Linked DNA regions of Triticum aestivum: region 2 is linked to region 1. A link is a contact called in public Hi-C data. All regions are on one chromosome and are shown on one strand. The core of a region is the stretch at or near the end of the contact, and the rest is flanking DNA. Distances in the headings are between cores, read along the strand shown. Region 1 holds the start of LOC123054059. Region 2 holds the start of LOC123054062 (probable metal-nicotianamine transporter YSL9).

Region 1 (3,567 bases), core at 739-3,238:
ATATCATGAAATCTCCATTCTTCTTGCTCAAAATTCCGATCACACTCAACTTCATTCCTTCCGTGATATATCTACAAGTTTGTGCAATCATGTAAGTTTTCGATGGCTCGATCTACAAAGATACAAACAAACAAAAGGTGTGGATATTCAGGACAAATTTGATTACCCTTCCTCAAGACGGATAAGCTGAGCTTCTTCAGAAGAAAGATTTCTTTCTTGTAGCCAACATTTCAAGGTTGAAGATAGATCGGTACTTCTGCTTGTTGTAACCAAAACATTTTCATCGATCAATGGAACAACTTTCGTGTGGTACCCAGCTTTCACCAAGGCTCTTTTACCTGATTTTGCATCTGTTATGTAGAAATCAGCAGCAAACCTCTGCCGAACTCCACAAAATGTTCAAATGAGAAAAAATAGCATATGTCTGTAGTATCTCACTAGGTACTACAAACCGACAATAACGGCAGAAGCACTATAAAGTTACAAAGGTTGACCCTTGGTGCATTTTGTTGCTTACCAATTATTCTGGAAAAGGAGCTAAAATAATAGGGAATACCCTTGGTGCATAGACTGATAGTATGTTTGTAACACAGTTGTGGTGCGTAGACTAGCTTAAGGCACGATAAGCAGAATACATAATCATTACAGAAAAGAAGCAAAATTGCGATGAGATAGGTGCAAGATGAATGAAGTATGTGTGTGGTACATACAAGGATAAATAATCTCTGCAAATTAGATGTAGATAACCGCAGAGCATTCTTACCTCAGCATGTGTCAATTTCCACCTGGAGCAATTATTTTTAGGATTTGCCACCTCAGAACCCCATCTACCACATTTTCTTAGCAGCGTAGATGTGTATACACAGTTCTCCACCTTCTCATATGAAGAAATCAACGAAATATCACCACATGAAACCAGCTGCACAAAAGAAGGAACATTACAACATATATGAGATTAGCACACCATTCTACTCACATGGTAAATGCACAAGGAAAACAATGCTTGTACCACAGCAATGAATCGGCAAGCCGAGAAACCAAAAGGAACGATCATTAGCCTTTAGTCTTTACATAGAAGTTACTTATGTAAGCTTGGCAAATAAAGTAGGCAGCTCTTTTCCCCTTGCAAGATTATAATATCCAGCCAGCGAAGCTTCTATTCACAGCAATCTAATCTGAGAGAACTAACTTTCAAGATAAGGTCAACGAGCATACACCCATCCAAAAGATTGATGCACCTATACTACACGGCACATGAGTGGGATTGCCACAAGATGCGGAAAGGCTACACGTCGCGCGCATTATACTTCACATATCTTATCTTAGAAATCGATACACTTAGTATACTCCATACAAAATGCGACTGAATTTACTGCCCCACCAAATGGCGGCTCAATTTCGGCAGGCACGAGACTTGAGAACAGAACACTTGTTGGACTTGTTAGATCAATTTCATTGCAATTGCGATCGAGAACAGGTAAAATGCATAAGCAATCGCAAAACGTACGCCGGTAATCTTGACGAGCTGGCCGTCGGCGGCGGCGCGGAGGCTGGAGGCCGGGAGCCCGTCGACGAACCGCCGCAGCACGCGGCCGGAAGCCGCGGCCGCGGCATTCCACAGGAGGAACGCGGACACGGCCGCCGAGAGCACCAGCGCGAGCACGAGCAGCACGGGGCTGCGCACGACGGCGAGGACGAGGACGCCGAGCCCGATCCCCACCGCGAGCAGCGCCGCGACCGCCAAGGCCGCCGGCCTCGGGAACGGCGCGGGCACGGGGCGCCCCGCGTCCCCGGCGGTGGCGCAGAGGTCGTTCAGGGCGGCCGCGTTCGCGCCGGCCTCGGCGTCGGCGGTGGCGCCGCGCCGCTTGCCGTCTTCCCCTCCCGGAAGCATATCTGTCAGCCGCTCGGCTCCCTCCGTTGGCTGCGTGCTCCTACTGTGGTCACTGTTTTGCTCCCTGCCTTTTGACCTTTCCGTCCCCTGCTCTTTCCCCGGTGGTGGGCTTGGCCCTGGTTCTGGCGTGCGGTTTAAGGAAAAGAGGAACCAGCGCGGCGCGCATCTTTACGATGACAGGTGGGGACACGCACACCTCAGTCCCACCTACCAGTCATCGGTACATGCGGTACATTAGAGACGGGCCATGGGGTGATGGTATAGGACTAGAAGATGACGTGTGGGCCCGAATATTGCTCGGCCGCTATGTCAGCGAAGGGTGTAGTGCGGTGCAGTGTGGCTACAGAACTGAGACCACGCTATCAGACTTGGCGTGCTCACTAGTCACATGAGTGTGCTCACTGGACTGAGTGACTGACAGTGAAGCAGTTGGCACCGTACGCTGCCACAATGCGATGATACAGGCATATCAGCTCTCTGACGCGTGGGCCCAGAAGCAGAAGCCTTTTTTATTTTTGCGAAATCCAGAAGCAGAAGCCTGTGGTCACGTATACATATATCTAGGATAATCGCTCTCAGCATATATGGTATTGTACTAATTGCCAGCGGTTGATGACGTGGGAGGGGCTAAGCAGAGGAATTAAGGAACTGTCACAGCTTTTCGTGAGCTCATTATTTAACTCCGTCCAACTCCGACCGATGGGCCCTTGAAGTCACAGGTCTAATCTTTCTGATTCTTTCGAGTTTTTAATTCACGCTTGTCCCTAGGCAGACGGCGACAGAAGAGACACACACCGCAGCAACATGCAGCAGCCGTAAGCGTATTGCTACGGTGATCTGCTCTGCTGCATATTCTGAATCTCTGATCTATTGTACCAGTACACTATACGCCGTACCAGCGGTCAACGCTACAGTAGAGTAGTATACTCCTGTACTCTCACAGACCGTACTTTACAGTATACGATATGCTTTTTTATTATAAAATGGACGGAATCACGCGAGCCTTGGAAAGACCTGGAGATGGGTTGTATTCCTTTCGTCCAGATTTATTGGCCCCTTCTATTTTAATTGTATAAATTTTAGCTATAAATATGAATTGTACTCTTTCCATCCAGAATTACTTGTCGCAGAAACTCCTGCGACAAGCAATTCTGGACGGAGGCAGTATGTCACAAAAGTTATATCCTCGAATGACTCTTTTGAATACAAATCCAATGTCATACTTTCTGTAACATATCCCATATTTTGTTAGCTATGTTGATAGTTTGGCCAAAAATATGAAGGATCCCAATAAATCTGAACGTAGTCAATACTTTTTTCGTCCGGAAATACTTGTCGAATAAATTATTTCTCCGACTAGTATTTGCGGACGGAGGGAATACAAAATTTGATAAGGTTTACATGCAGGGATGGAGCCAAGGAAGACTGTATGACAAGGAGGTGTGGCAAATTATCGTTGCACCAATGTTTGGGAGGGCCTAAACCATTAAAACACAATTTGTTTTCTGTTCTTAAAACGTCATATTAGTATCTCTAAAAATGCTATTGTATATGTGCATACGCTTTCTCTTTCCTCCTCCACAAGAAAAGATCTTCCTCCTCCTCCCGTCGGTGCCGCCATCGGTCCACCACATATTCGATGGCCTTTGGGTCATGTAGGTGCGGAGGACCTCGGC
Region 2 (3,567 bases), core at 679-3,178, 370 kb before region 1:
AGTTCAAAATAAACCCGATAAAAGAGTTTGATTGCTAATTTCAGGGATTGAGAGTTCAGCGTTTGATTTAACTTTCGCTTACAAGTTCAAGGTTTATTTTGGACCTTTCCCTGCAAAATTTATGGAATAATATCAACCTGTTTGTTTTTATACAAGTTTTTTAGTCCTCTCCAAAAACAAAGAAACAATAAAACACCTTTGATTTAATGAAATAGGTGCTTCCCGGACTGCTTTGGAAGCAAGCCACACACGGAGAGTTGCGTCTTCTCGCCAATCTCATCCTCATATTTGTTGTGTATCTTGATCAGATCAGTGATCACTAGTTCGCAAGAAGAAAAAAGATCAGTGATCACTGATTAGTCCTTTCCGACGAGAATGCGTGTGATTTGCTGCGTATTAGGGCATCCAGCGGCAACCTCGTCCGCGTACATGGGACCAGTTCGTGGGGATGCAAGAGGCAGCCATCCAACGCTAATTGCATATATTTTTACAACAACTCAAACCAACCGGATGAAAATCGTGCAAACACGGCTGGATTTCATGCAAACATGACGAATTTCATATAAAAAACCCGGATTTTCATAAACATGACAAATTTCGGTACACTTACATCAACGGTGCTAGTCCGACTCTGAAGGTACAATTAAATCTAGATCATCGCTCGCGGATCCCTTTTCTTCCTCATGTCCGGCAGCCCGATCACCGGACTGCCGGGAGCCCTGGAGGTATATGTTTTAGCGTAAAGGATGGCTCGCTTCCCCGCTGCTCATCGAAGTGGAACTCTCGGCTGATGCTTCAGTGGGAGCGGAAGGCAGATCGACGAAGGTCCTCGAAAGAGAATAACCAGGTAAGACACTGGATGTGTACGCCGATGTCGCCTAGGCGGTGGCCTTCGTGGGACCCAAGCGGCGGCGGACTCCCGTGTTCTACTTCTCCTCGGTGATGGCGGCGGACGCGGAGGCGCCGGCCACCGACTCGTCGCTCTCCGTGCACCTGGCTTCTGCCACTGGCTGCATGGCGCGGTCGCAAGCACGGGAGGCGCGGTCGCATGCACGAGAGGCGCGGTCACAGGCACGGGAGGCACGACCGCAGACGCATGAGGCGTGGTCATCGATGGCAGCGCTGATGCCCGTGCTGCCATGCTCCCCGCTGTGTCGGCGTCGATCAACTGACCACTCCTCATTGAGTGGGCATGGAGCGGCGAGTTGTTGAATCACGCGGCAGCTTGGGGCGGCAAATTGCTCCGTCGGGTGAGGCGCGGGAGGTGGAGCAGCGAGCTGCTTCGCTCGTATCCGATGGGCTCGGCGGGCCACCCAGTCGGCTTGTATGCCGGAGAACTACTCTTCGAAAGCCATCAGAAGAGTGATGGAGGAGGAGATTGGGGGAGCGGCGGAGGGGTGTGATTGCCCGGCGTCTGCCCTTGTTTAAATAGAGGACGAACGGTAGGAGCTCGGCCGACTTTGCGTTTAATGCTGGCCCGCTCATAGGTTTCTCGGCTTTCACGCGAGGTTAATGGGGGCGTATGAATGCGGTGAGAAGGCGTGTTCAGCCGGGCGTGCAGCAGACGGTGCCCTCGGCTGGCGCACCGCTTCAATGGCGGAGGCAGTGAGAGGTCGCGCCCGCCCTGAACCGTCTTCAATGCGGAGCAGCGCGCTCTACAACGGCAGAATGCGGGCAGCTGGCGCTGGGCGGGAGCACGCGCGGGAGGGGAGGAGTTTTTTGGTGGGCCGGCGGTCAGAAGCGGGCTTGTGAGCAGTCCGGACTCCTACAAATCTTTTTTAGTTTTGTCTTTAGTTTGCGGGAGAAATCGTGTTCAGACTCCTCTACGAAGGTGGTGTTGGATGACTTTCGCGTTCCGGTCCGGTTCGAACGGTTGCGGGAGGTTTACTGTCCGCCCTTGCTCCCTCCGTTCCGCTCCCCGCTTCATTTCTTGCTTTTCGAGTCGACGTGGGCTTGTGGCGTCCTACTCCGAGCGGTGCGTGCCGGGGAGCCGTCAGCCGTGGCGACCACACGCCGAAAGTTAAGTTAACCAGCTGATTTATGCGGGGTCACCGAAGCCGAGCCTTCTTTCAGCTACGCAATCGCGTCAGTTAATGATTTTTCAAGCAAACCGTAGATCGATCTCGCCCGGATCTTCGTTGACTCTGTTATTTTTAAATAAAAGTCTCTCCAATTTCAGCCCCTTGGTCTAGAGTTCTGATTGGACGGGGATCGTTCCCGAGCGTTGATCAGCAGATATTTTAGCGACGATGCGTGTCGATGAGGAACTCCCGTCAGTTTGCTTGTATGCATGTGCTACGCAGCTCTTGCACAGTTGTTTGCACACAAACACAAGCTCTGAGTCTCACGGGGAGCAGCCACCGATTGCTGCGGTGCGGAGCATACATTGGTGTGGTGTGTCCTCTTCCGTCGCCTTTCCATCATTTTTCTGACGGGGGCGCCGCTCCCAAGCTGTTCGGTCGAAGCTAGAGGGCCCGGCAGGTGAGATTTTTTTTTTTCATGCTCTCTGTATGTGCAATTCTCCATTCTAACTGAAGAATCAAGAATGTCCTCCTTGCTCCATGGATTCTGCCTTGGAATCTCACTCACAGCTCTCTCTCGAGCTCACTCGGAGCTAGTAGTAGTACGTGTGTAGAGCTCACTAATGATTAACGAACACCGTCCTCTGTCCGGCGGTCCGATGACTCCTCCGTCTCCCCCCGGACTCGAATCTGACGCTGCGATAATCTGCCCCCACTATGTCTATGCAGCAGGACAGGCGGAGGAAGCACCCGAGGCCGCCGCCGCCGCCGTCGCCGGGCGTCGAGCTCGCGATGGCGCCGCACTCGCGGGACAGCCGCAGAGTCCATTTCGAGGAGATCCGCGAGCTCGACGGCGACGACTCCGAGCTGGGGGCCGGGCACGCGCGCGGCCGCGTGCCGCCGTGGCGGGAGCAGCTGACGGCGCGCGGGATGGTGGCGAGCCTGGCCGTCGGCGCCATGTACAGCGTCATCGTGATGAAGCTCAACCTCACCACGGGCCTCGTCCCCACGCTCAACGTCTCCGCCGCGCTCATCGCCTTCGTCGTCCTCCGCGCCTGGACCAAGGCGCTGGCCCGCCTCGGCGTCGCCGCCCGCCCCTTCACGCGCCAGGAGAACACCGTCGTGCAGACCTGCGCCGTCGCCTGCTACAGCATCGCCGTCGGAGGTCAGGGCTGGCCACACATCACATCCGCCAATTTGGCAAGTGGAGACCTTGGATTGAGACGCGTCCTTGGATTTTTTCCCCCCTTCCCACAGGTGGGTTCGGGTCCTACCTGCTCGCGCTCGACAAGAACACCTACGAGATGGCCGGGGAGGAGACGGAGGGCAACGTGCCGGGGAGCTACAAGGAGCCCGGCATTGCGTGGATGACCGGCTTCCTCCTCGCCGTCAGCTTCGTGGGGATCATCGCGCTCGTCCCTCTCAGGAAGGTCAGTAATCAGTACGCTTGTGCTCCCCACAGTCTTGCTTGCACTATTACCTTCACAAGCTTAGTGATTCTGTCACACTTTACTCCTAGAACCGCACTTTACCTATCCTCCAAACT

The links. Hi-C and Micro-C count contacts between places; a contact is called where the count stands out from the background.
Region 2: a contact with region 1 is called in a Hi-C map of leaf, with 3 times the contacts expected there. The contact joins the promoter of LOC123054062 here to the promoter of LOC123054059 in region 1. A contact is called at or near these places in 2 of 5 Hi-C or Micro-C datasets (both in leaf).

The regions. Positions count from the first base shown.
Region 1 is chr2D:494,877,383-494,880,949 of IWGSC CS RefSeq v2.1, reverse strand. LOC123054059 reads right to left here and starts at 1,988. Exons shown (of 4, transcript XM_044477723.1): 1 at 1,508-1,988; 2 at 764-919; 3 at 167-378; 4 at 1-71. The coding sequence starts at 1,891.
Region 2 is chr2D:495,250,838-495,254,404 of IWGSC CS RefSeq v2.1, reverse strand. LOC123054062 (probable metal-nicotianamine transporter YSL9) reads left to right here and starts at 1,928. Exons shown (of 8, transcript XM_044477728.1): 1 at 1,928-2,481; 2 at 2,751-3,186; 3 at 3,279-3,451. The coding sequence starts at 2,814.